Linked DNA regions of Gossypium hirsutum: region 1 is linked to region 2. The links are chromatin contacts, called in public Hi-C maps. All regions are on one chromosome and are shown on one strand. Each heading gives the region's core, a stretch centred on a gene start, on an enhancer-like site or on the middle of the called end of the contact. The rest is flanking DNA. Distances are from core to core; before and after follow the strand shown.

What was found. A called contact is a pair of places that touch in the nucleus more often than the background predicts.
Region 1: a contact with region 2 is called in a Hi-C map of leaf, with 5 times the contacts expected there. The contact joins the promoter of LOC107951107 here to the promoter of LOC107951105 in region 2. A contact is called at or near these places in 12 of 34 Hi-C or Micro-C datasets (anther, callus, hypocotyl and 2 more).

Annotation. Positions count from the first base shown.
Region 1 is chrA02:37,638,446-37,644,614 of Gossypium_hirsutum_v2.1, reverse strand. LOC107951107 (zinc finger CCCH domain-containing protein 6) reads right to left here and starts at 3,800. Exons shown (of 4, transcript XM_016886036.2): 1 at 3,278-3,800; 2 at 2,055-2,264; 3 at 1,836-1,960; 4 at 423-1,721. The coding sequence starts at 3,337. The coding sequence ends at 785.
Region 2 is chrA02:37,501,193-37,507,638 of Gossypium_hirsutum_v2.1, reverse strand. LOC107951105 (histone H3.3) reads right to left here and starts at 2,019. Exons shown (of 3, transcript XM_016886035.2): 1 at 1,638-2,019; 2 at 1,376-1,543; 3 at 964-1,263. The coding sequence starts at 1,709. The coding sequence ends at 1,093. LOC107951104 (a long non-coding RNA gene) reads left to right here and starts at 3,798. Exons shown (of 6, transcript XR_001698324.2): 1 at 3,798-3,951; 2 at 4,034-4,120; 3 at 4,206-4,258; 4 at 5,172-5,268; 5 at 5,636-5,770; 6 at 6,105-6,446.

The DNA of each region.
Region 1 (6,169 bases), core at 2,551-5,050, 140 kb before region 2:
TACTAGTAGTTTTCTTTTATTATATAATATAAATATTCATTATTAATAAATTTTAGTGTTAATAAATTATTACTGATATAGTATTAATAAATTAAGTAATTATAATTTGTCTAATTTATTTTTGTTTTAAATAGTATTATATTATATGTGCTGCTTCTTTTTCAAGTTTAGATATCTATCTCGAACTTGAATCAAATCATTATCTATCTCGATGGTAAGCTCAAATGGTTATGAGCTTAGTTTTTTCGAACTCTAGTTTCTTTTTTAAACTGACGTTTCTTCAAACTCAGATTTTCTCGCATTCAAGTTTTTCCAAACTAGAGCTATCAGCTTTTTAAAACAATTCAAAGCACAGGCCTATTTCAGCAACTCTACTTCCAAGGGGAAAAGTTTACAGTTTATTGGCTCATTTTCAAACAAAATGCAGAAAATACTACCTGTAATATTAATCAAACTGTATGGACAGAGCAACTGTCATACTGTAATTTATACGTACGTAGGCAACATTTGCAGTCGATGCAAGACGAAAGAAAGAAAAAACCCAAAAAAATGCACTTCATGGATGAAAATCCGCAATCGGTTGTGATAATCAAGGCTCTCTAGCCCATTGAATCTTAAAAGCTTGATGCAAAGCGAGGGGTAAAAAGGGAGTACTAGAATTATACTAATTCCAAAAAGAACCTAAGCAAAGCCAATAAAAGGTAGAGCTGCAGTACGCTTTTTGCATGTGAAAAAGGCATACATGCACTCTGTATTTTCTAACCATACTTGCGCTCTGTATTTTCTAACCGCTTATCTCTCTATCCATTTTCATTCTCTTTGTATTCGGCACCTCCGCAACATTATTCCCACTGTTCTGGTGGGAAGATGTATCATGTTGGTATGCACAATTGGCTCCATTCCTGCATCCCCTGGAACTGTTAAAGTACATACAAGGCTTCATTATCTTCGGTCTAGAATCTCTTGATTTGGTGTTGTTTATTAGTTCTTGGTTTGGTCTTAGGTGCTGGTTGTATCGGCTGTTGAACTTCTGAGCTGGCTCTTGTCTTTCTCCTCCATGTTGCTGAATCAAGTTCTTGTAATAGTTTACATCCTTTTTCTGGGGAAGTCCAACAGCTGCTGAAACAGATATTGGATGGGGATTGGGTGCAAGACCTTGTTTATTTGACGGTCCAACTCCAACCCCATTAGGCTGAGCATAAAAAGTTCCACTAGAAGTAGCTGATAAGGATGCAGTACCATTTTCTGTTCTATTGATGTGGGCAGGAAATGGGTTGGAGAGATTTACAGGTGGGGGTGGATTGGGAGAAGTTGCCAGAGGGGATGTTGATTCAGGTAAGTTTTGAGCACCTGAAGCCACTCCATAATCAGTAACTAATTTCTCAATCAATCTGGGATTGCTGAGAATTTTAACGAGAAACTCCGGATCAATCATGTTTCCAGGTTCATTGTTTTGGTTAACTGCAGCAAAGGCAGCAGCTGCTACACCGGGTTCAACATTAAGGATCATCCCAGAAGCAGGTTTTTCATCAGCTGAGCCACTTGAAACACTTGGCATACTGCCACGCAGAGGAGGTAAAATACCAGGAGCCAACCACTGTGGCTGTGAACTAATGGGAGTTTCAGTTGCTGCATCCTCATCTTCAATAGGAGTGATGGGTATTTGAGGAGTTTGCTGATCGTCATAGTCACAATTTTCCACGTCTGCTGAAACAGAAGAGCTGCACAACCAGAAGAAAATTTAGTCTCATAGAAAAGGATAACCCAAGAGAAGCAGTTTCTAGAAAACCCACCCCAAAACCAGTCAAAAAGAGAAAAAAGAAAAAGTATCAGACTTTGTAGGAATTGCAGATGGGCGAGGATAAACAGCTTCAAGCACTCTCACTTCTCTCTGATTTTGAATCTCCACCTCTTCACTTTCCTCTCCGGCAACAACTTGCCAATTCAAGTCCAAAATAAACTGTGAAGACGTAAGTTCAGCTTTGAGGTAAATGCTGGGAGCAATAATCACAAATCAAACTAAAATGCAGAAAAGAAGTCTTTAGAATTGTTACCCTGAGAGGACATCTCCATTTAATGGTAGCAATTTCTAGCAAGTTAATCTGCGGATGACTTGTAGAATGAGCTCCTTCGAATCCCGGAGGCAGAAAGTCATCCCCAGTAGCCCCATTTATATGTGATACCAACGATGTTTTTGCTTGGAGGTGATCTTGACCACCCACCCCAACTTGTGAAGGTGATTCCTCTGATAGAAACAACCTTACCTGTTAAGAGGAGAAGCAATTATATTTTCTGTTTATCATTTTCAACAAAACAGGGTTGAGAATTTGCTCAAACATCATTTCACAGTAAAACACCATCTAGCAACTGAAGAGAGCTTGTTCAAACAGGGAAATGCAATATATAAATACATATATTAAAGCTTGTATAAACATCTCATTAAGCCTTAGCTGAGTAATAAAATCTCAAGTTGAATTTGAGATCCTTAACCTAGTACTTTGCCTATACTAAAATCTAGTATGAGCTACAAAACTAGGTCGGGTAAAACAACTACAAGCAGAAACATAAAGTCAAAGACTTCAGAACTATAGCAATATAAGAAACATTACACACTCATATTAATCAAACTCCAAGGGGATTTTACAACTGTATTGTGGTAAACTTATCGTGTTCTGCAAAGATGAACATTATATGAAAGGAAACATCAAGAAATGACAAGCCAAGGATGCAATCACTGGAATACTTTTATCATCGTTAGCATTTTTTAATCAGTTTAAAAATCTAAATCTTTTATCATTTCCATTCTCTCATTTCTGTGTCTAACTAGCATGAAAAAACTTCCAAACTCCGTTAGCAGATTTATTCCCATAACACTAAGATGCAAAACAAAATAAGCCATAAATTCCACTGGAAAAGAAGAAAAAACAAACAAAAACAAGAACAGACCATCATTTAAGACCCTAAAAAGCTTAACACAACAATGGCATCAACAAAACTAAAAACTCATTCGAAATCATGCATTAAAAGAATACCAAAACTAAACTAACTTGACTACCAGAAAGGTTCAAATGCAATTAAAGTGACAGAGTAATAGATAAAATATATTTATGAAAGAAAAAAGGAAACCAAAAACAGCAGAACATGAAGGATTCACATAGCTTCATTCTCCAACATATTTGGTTCACTTAAAATTTTGCACCCCCCTTTTCTTTTCTGTAATTTCACCTGAAAGGGACCTCAAAATTCAGGAATTTCCAAAGTAAAACTGCAATTTTACCTGACAAAGGTTAACGTCTGATGCCCAAGTAACCCTTTTTGATTTGTGCACTCCTCGCATATTTACAGATCGTAAAAAAATACAATATATTTGTTAAGAAAGAGTCCCTAAAAAAATGATCCTTTTCCAGCTCCGATTCTCGGTAAAAATGTTAAAAGTCCAATTCCCAAAAGCACCGATTTTAGGGTTGGGTCGATTAAAACCCAAACTCCAACACCACTGTCCCAAGAAAGATAAGAAACGAAAATGAGACCCAGCAGTTAAATCAACTTACCTCTTTCGAAAACCCTAATTGTAAGAAAATAAAGAAGGAATCGATTGAAAAGCCCTACAAATCTATTTCTAATTATCTAATATCTGGAAAGAGAGAGATTCAAGGCAACCCTAGAACGGTTTTTCCTTTTTGTCCTTTCCCCGTTTTTCTACCTGATTTATTTTCCGTGTTTCGCTGTTAAATATATTTCTCTTTTTTTTTTTTTAGGAAAAAATGTATCTCTCTCTCTTTCTTTCTGGGCTTCTGTTCTGTGCTAAGGATGACTAACGCAATCTATAGAACGCGTGGAAATGGAGGGATGATTTGGATTGCTCATGTTGTATTGACACGCGCTATAAATGCAAGTGGGATTAAAACGAATTGGAGTTTTGAGCTGAAATGTTCATATTCTGACTCAGTTTCATTTGGGTAAATTCCACAAATACTCCTTAAATTAAGCTTAAGTTTATGTTTATCAAAACTTACATTATGCTCATTAACCCTTTGATGAAATAAGGCTCAAAGATTAATAACGAATTTGATCTCTTAATTAAAATTAAAAGAGCAATTTGATATTTTAAAAAAATTAATGATAATTTTAAAAAATATAAATATGTCAAAAAATTATTTAAAAAATCTAAAAATTATAATTTATTTTATAAAATTATAAAAAAATATTTTTATAAATTTATAAATATGAATTTTAAAAAAATAAAAATAAATTCTAAAAAAGTCAAATCAAATTTGATAAGTATGGATTAAATTGTTAGATAATAAAGGGATGGACTAGATGGGAAAATAGTCTAAGCTTGTAAATTAGTCCTGGTCATAAAGAGGTAAAATATTGGAGGACCTCGAAGAATAATAAACCATAAGATGTTATATTTTGAATTTATTAATTGGAGTGAGAGCTATTAGATCAATTTCATGTGTTTTAATCTTAACCATGGGAGCTTACTAATGGCAAAATGGGAAAAAGCAATGAGAAAAAGTGTAGGGACCAATATTTGCCACTCGATCAAAGTTTCCATGTTTAATTAGGAGCCATTGGATCAAAGTTGAACGTAAGAGTGAAAGGGGCCATTGGATCATGGTCAATTGATGGGAAAATAAATCCTAACCTTTGGATTTGATAGGAGAATTGTTGGGAATTTGATGGAAGAGATGAGAATTCTTTTGTCTTCCATTCTTTCCTCTCTTCCAACAGCATTAGCAAGATGAAATGGGAAACTTCTCCCAACTTCACATCCTCACCGAAATTTGTAAATTTCTCGTGAAATTTTACTAACCAAGTGACCATCTCTTTCAAATTACCAAGTTTGAAGGCGAGTATATTAGGATTCATGTGGTATTTCTTGTTTCATTTTAGTAAGAAAGTATATCTTAGCTAGGCTGAAATTGTATATTAGTTTTATGCTTATGTATGTATTTGGAAGAGGAAGAGATGATAACGGTGGTGACTGCGTTTAAAACTGCGAAGGTTTAGAATGAAAATCGTGCAAATAAAATACATAAAATTTCGTGTAGTATCTACAAAAGAACATGTGAAATTGTAATATAAATTTGGGATTGCAGATTGACAAAATTTATTATTAAATTAATTACCAAAAATAACTACTAATAGAATCAATTTACAAATTAGTAGTGTGAATCCAAAATTAAAATATGAATTAAACTAATTAAATTAATTAAACTAAAATAACCTAACTAAATTAAGTAGTCTAAAATAACTTAATGGAATCTCCTATTCCTAGTGTCGACGATTCGAGTTCCCGGTTTATTTTCGATTAAATAACCAATTATCAACAAATTACCCTCGGTTGAGTTGTTTACCATCCTTAGGTAAAAATACCCTCTTGATCTCATTTTCACTAAGGATTACCACCTAAGTCATCCTTTTGATCTCTTCCTAGGCTTACAAATACCCTCTCGATCTCACTACTTAGCACAAGTATACTTGATAGGATACCCTCTCGGTCTCACCTGTCTAGATATTCTATTAGGGGTATTAGTCCCTAATATACTAAGTACTCTTGAATAAACACTCAATTTTAGATAAATAATTACTTAATTAATAAATCAGATTCATAACTGAAACATGCTAGATATGAAATAAACACAAGAGTTATTCTAATATTCATACAAACGTTAATTTGTCAGAGAAACAAAATATAAATAGATAAATTTCTCATTGATAATTAATTGAGGTGCAATGTCAGAGCAATTTCCGCTCACAACTATCTTCACATCGGAACAGGAAGAATTCCGACTAAGCAAACATAAATAAAAATAAAGCTATTTAATTGTCTACCTATCAACAACCAACCCTCCTAATGATATTATAAAAGTGTATACATAGGCAAAACCTAGGGCAACATATTGAGGTAATTTATTCTTAAAATACCCCTAGTTTAATAAACAAAATATAGGTTTAATAAATAAAAAACAAAATGCAGTTTTAAAATTCTGATCACGTGGCTATTGATGTCAGCAATTTGTCACGATGATGGCACGACGTTAGCCCTATTTTTAGCTTTTGATGCTTCGAAGTTCAATGTTGCGACATCGAATGTTGATGTCATGACATGACCATTGTTCCTTGCATACTTAAGCCCAAATTGCTGCCCTACATACTCAAA
Region 2 (6,446 bases), core at 770-3,269:
AAAATAAAAATTTGTTTAAATATAATATGTGAAAATGACACATTTAAAATAAAAATTTGTTCAAATATAACATATAACAAATCATGAAATAAGTAATAATACAAAATAAAATATATACAATATTATAATGTAAAAATATTAAACTGTAAATAAAATTAAATTTAGACACATAAATACATTATATTAAAAATATTTAATAAATTATAATTATTTATTATGATATTATCATTAATCTAAATTAATATCAAATTAACATCAAATTAACTTTTATCATTGTAAGTGTCCATGCTTGTAACACCAATATTTCCGAAGCAAGATAGGGTAGGATATCTTAATCTTTTATAGTTTAAAGTTATATTATTTAAGAATATTTTAATTTTCTTATTTTATTTTCTAAAGATCTAATAAAAATTTTGCAATGTGATTGTATTAATTATTTTATTGAGTAAGTGCTATAAGTTAATTTGATATTAATTTAGATTAATGATTAATATCTTAATAAAAAAATTATAATTTATTAAATATTTTTAATATAATCTATTTATGTGTTTAAATTTAATTTTATTTACAGTTTAATATTTTTACATTATAATATTGTACATATTTTATTTTGTATTATTACTTATTTCATGATTTGTTATATATTTAAAAAATAAAATTAAAAAATTAAAATATTCTTAAATAATATAACTTTAAACTATAAAAGATTAAGAGATACCCTACCCTATCCTGCTTCCGAAATATTGGTGTTACAAGCATGGACACTTACAATGATAAAAGGGAGAAAGGCCACCAACCGCATCATTTTGGAACAAAACCGGCCCAGCTTAATTGGGCCTTGATTGATACTTGACGGAGATACTTTCTTATTGCTAATGTTATCCACCACAAACCTTCGAAAAGCATGTTCTAATCCAACACAGTATAAAATATCATTCATCGTAAAACCGACAAAATATGATGTGAATGAACCAGCTATTCAAGCTGCATGAATAATGAAAATCCTTTAAAGATGTAATCCAGTTAGATTACATAGAATCCGAAATTACCCACAAAAACAACCCCTGAATCAATACAAATTAAAAAAGAAACTTAAGCACGCTCCCCACGAATTCTCCTAGCGAGTTGAATATCCTTGGGCATAATGGTGACCCTCTTGGCATGGATAGCGCACAAGTTGGTATCCTCGAACAAACCCACAAGGTATGCCTCTGCAGCCTCCTGCAATGCCAGAACCGCATGACTTTGAAACCTCAAATCCGTCTGCCAAACAAGAAAAAAAAACCTTAGTTATTACGCTATACGAACAAATAAAACCAATTGGGACTACCAGGGGTTCGATTTCTCGATTTTTTTTTGGCATTTATATACATACCTTGAAGTCTTGGGCAATTTCACGAACAAGACGCTGGAAGGGTAACTTGCGGATCAAAAGTTCAGTGCTCTTTTGATATTTACGGATTTCACGAAGGGCGACGGTTCCAGGACGGTAGCGGTGAGGCTTCTTGACTCCGCCGGTCGTAGGCGCAGATTTCCTTGCAGCCTGTAATTGATTGATTGAAATTCATAAAAAGATCAACTGAAACGTATTTTAAAAATAAAAGAAACTGGGAAATTAAAGCCCTAAAAAATCATACCTTGGTGGCGAGCTGCTTCCTGGGAGCCTTCCCTCCGGTTGATTTGCGAGCAGTTTGCTTCGTACGAGCCATCTTTTTTCTTCAATACAAGGAAATTGAAATCCAAGATCCTGAAAGATATACAATAATCCAGCAAATAAATGATCAGATCCACGAGAGATCAAGAAATACAGAATCCAGAGATGATCAGCAACCGCTATTTCCTTGATAAGAAGAGATTAGGGTTTTGATTTTGAGAGACAAGCGAATGGGGATAGCGACTTTAAATATAAGGGGAACGGAAGGGAAGGGTTAAGGTCCGTTTAATTGAGGGGCAAATATGGAAATTCGAAAACATCATTCAACGGCATTGTAGAGAGAGAAAATATTGTGTGCAGGCTTTGATCCGTGTGACTGAATCTGATTGGGCGTCTAAGCTGTGAGGATTGCCAGCGTGGCAAAGTTTTGTTTCTTTTGTACAAGGAAGAAAATTACCATTTTCAAATTCTTATTCTTATGGCTAAAATATGTGGTTAGTCCTTGTATTTTTAATGAATTTAAGGTTTAATCTCTGTACTATAGAAGCCCTCAGTTTAATAAATATAATCCAATTATCAATACTACTCTGTTAAAATTTGTCAATTTTATAAAATAAAATATAACTTATAAAATAAATATGTAATTTTGTCACTTTATTATATAACTTATAAAACAAATATGTAATTTTGGCTATAATAAAAAAAATTATTAGAAGAAAAATTTCTAAAAAATCTAAAAGACAAATATGTAAATGTTTTATATGTGATGAAGAAGGACATATAGCACCAAATTGTCCTAATAAAGGAAAATGTACAAGAAAAATGATTAAAACACTTAGAAGAACAAAATTTAGAAATATGTTCGGAAGAGGAAATAAAACCTAAGGAAATATTATACGAATTAATATCAGAAATAGATGATACAGATGAAGAATAATATATATTTATGTTTAATATAGGAAGCAGTTGTAATAATCAATTAGAAGAAATTCCTAAGAGTGAACAACAAGATATAAAATTAGAAAATATAATTGGAGAAGAAAAAGACTTTTCTAATGAAATGATAGAAAAAATTAATAAAAATTAAATTTCTAAAGAAGAAATTTATAAAATATCTAAATATAAGATATGGAGTCAAAATCATATACAAAAAATAAGTGGTAATACAGTAGCTAAAGATACTAGAGCTGGATTAACAGAAAGCCGACTATTTAATAAAGATAAAATTAAGAGGATTAAAAAGAAATATCCCCAAGTTAGATATATACATTTAGGAATAATAATGATAACTATAAGAGCTTTATTTAGAAAAGGTCATGATATACCAATAATAGCAGTTTTATTAGATAAGAGATTTGAAAATCCAATAAGAGCACCTATTCGAGGAATTCAATCAAATTTACATGAAGAAGTAATAGGATTTAAAGTTAAACCAAATTACTTTATATCTATTACAGATCCTTTGATAGTTTATGTCTTAGAATTCAAATAAAAAATTCTGAAATTAATGATTTAGCATAAGATCTAGCAATCAGTTGAACTTCTATTTATGAATATATTAATATAGCAGAAGTAGAAATCAAAGAAATTAATAACAAAATTATTGCACTCTTTGAACCCAATAAAATCACTACTGAAATACAACCAAAATTATTACATTTAAGAGATTTATCAACACCAAAAGATTGGATGATAGAAAGGATAAGTAGTGTCAATACTTATAAACCTGTAAGAACAATAAAATATATGTCGTCTAATGATAAATTATATTTTAAAAATACAGCTACAACAAATACAAATGATAATTTGGTTTTACCCTCAAATGCTCAAATAGAGGAAGATGAGAAAAATCCAAATAGAAGTTTTATATCTTCAACATCGATAGGAATGAAAACAGTTCATATTCCTATTTTTCCTACAAAACTAAGTAGAAATTTTGTATTTCTAGAAACACTAGAATGGAAGAAATACAAACTTCGATAATAATCCAACAAATGAAACTTGGAACAAATGATGTAATTACATTTTCAAATTTCCAATCTAGGAAATATTACACATATTTTGAAATTATGTGTGCGTTTGTTTGCCAAGAAAACATTTTCCAGAAAATGTTTTCCTAGTTTTACTGTGTTTATTTTACTGAAAACATTTTACATAAGGAAAATGTTTTCAAAAACACGGGTAAAATGTCTATGCTTTTAGGGAAAATGTCTTATAGATTTTTTTCTGTAAGACATTTTCCAACTCTCACCAATCTTTCCCCATTGTGTCGTTCTTAATCTTCCTTCTTCATCCAGGTACTTTCCTCATTCTACTTCTTCTGTTCTTCATCTTTTAATTTCCTTTTTTCCTTAGCTTTCGCATATCTTCTCTTCTCAGGACTGCTGTTTCATTTGGCTCTGTGACATTTTCCAACTTTCACCAATCTTTCCTAGTCATTCTTCATCTTCATTCTTCTTCATCCAGGTAACTTTCCTCCTTCTACTTCTTTTGTTCTTCATCTTTTGTTTTCGTTTTTTCTTAGTGTCTGTCGCATATCTTCTCTTCTCAGGGCTGCTGTTTCGTTTCGCTCAAATCTTCCTCTTCGAAGGGTCTTGGCTTAAGGTATGGCATCTTCTTTATGTTCAGTTTAAAGCTCTTTTTTTTTCTTCTTGTTCTTTACTTGTCCACTTTTTAACCGATAATTTTGGCAATTCCCTAGAATTTTGATTTTAATTTTTATACTGTTGAATACCTTTTTGTTCTTTGTGTTGAATTTTGGCTTTTATCTGAATTTTGTTATTATGCTTGTTGTTTTGTTCAACTTTTGTTGCTTTCTATTTGTGTTGATCATATTCTTTTGTAACTCTGCGATAAGTTCAGGCTGATGCTGGGCAGTGGGTGGTCATTCATTGTAGGGTTAATTAATCTGCCATATCTAGTTTTTGTGATTCTGAGTAATGTATAACAGTTTTGTTTTGACACTTAACATGAGCTGCATGTTTTTGAACACTTGATTGAAATGAAACAGCAACATGTTTTTCAACATTTAAATGAAGGACTTGTGATATTCTCGACATATATATATTACTCAGATAGATTTTAGTTTTAACATCATCTCAAGCTCAGTATGAGAACTATTTTAGAGGGTTTTGAGCTTGTATTCATTTATCTTTCCTTGATATAATTTGAATGATAACTAGCTTTATATATATGCACTTTATAATATAATTACCTTCATGCTTTTTAATTGTTAAACCATAAAAAATCACTACCACCGTTCTTTTATCTTGATATTTTCAAGTTCTTTCTACCCTCTTTCAAAAAAAAATTTCTTTCTACCTGATATAACTTTTACTTCTTAAGATGTTAGGTGTTCATATGATTTCAATAGTTGAAGATGGTGTTCATAAAAGGAAAAACTCAGAAAATAAACATTTTATTTGAATTTTTAACGCTTTAATGTTTTTGCATGCTAGTGTCATGGTTGCATACACTCTGTCTTACATCTTGTTCCAAATGCTGAATCGAATGACAGATCTTTAGTGATCTAGGTGCTGCAGATATTGTGTTCAGATGTGAAGCAAATGTTTTGGCTATAGGGACAAATGTAACTCATCAAGTTGTTTTGATAGGTACTCATTTTGGCTATTTCTCTATCTTTGTCAATATGTTGTTAGCGAGGATTATTCTATTATATATAGATCTATATGAACACCTTATAATTTTAATTTCTGGAATTTCTTTCCTCATTATTTTTTTATCCTTTCTTTTGAGTTTCCACTTGTTTTTTTTTTAATCAAACTTGTCATATTTTAAATTCTGATCGAGAAACATTAGCTAGTTCAAATGGAAAATTTACTCAGTACTTGTTGAAGATACTAGAGGTGTACTTCAATTATCATCATGATGCATACAACACAAAAGGTTCGTCTGCTGCAAGTGGTTAAGGGATTTCTGTTGAACCGTTAACTTTCTAATTTATTCACTACCATTCTGCAGGTATGTACCTTAATGATCCAACAGCCATACTTGTAGCCATTAATCCTTCACTTATCACCTACGTAGAGGTGCTGTCAGAGTTCAAACAAATGGCATCACATGGGGACTAACACTATTATACAACAAGCAGAAGAGGTTAGATTTTTTTTTATGTGTATTGGAACTGAATGAGACTAAATGAGCTTTATTAGAATATTTATTTGCAGTGGCTAGTAGTAAAAAAAAAAACTGTTAAGCATAATTTGTAAATAAAGAAAACTGACTCCTTTGAGTAACTTAACAAAGGCCCTATTTGAGCCACACTTAACTGCAAACAAAGAGTAATAAGCTTTACAGTATCATGACATGTCAGTTTCAGGATTCTCTTATTAAGCCATGACTTATAATGTTTGAAAATGGAATAAGCTGCTGGATGAAGTGATACAAAGTAAAGGAAATCAAATTGTATATGAAAGCTTTTTCTATGCAGTGATGTTGTGCTTGTCTTGGATTGGAGATAAAGTAGATATAATGTGTAGACATGCAGTTGTACCCTTCAAATTCTGTAATGATGTATGATTGTTCGTTATTGAGTGGGATGCATATGAGCAAGTTTGTTGAAATTGCGGAGTGGTCCGATCAACCATCGGTGAAGGTGGCGGTCACAGTTGATGCACCTGTTGTTCTCAATTTGGTTATGGAGAGGTTGATGGAATGATGATGAGGATGGTTGTATTGTGAAATCAGTGTGAATGTGTTTATAAGACTGTATAAGCTTTGTTAGTGGACTAATTTGTTTTGTTACAGTAGCTATTATTGTTTCAATAAAAAG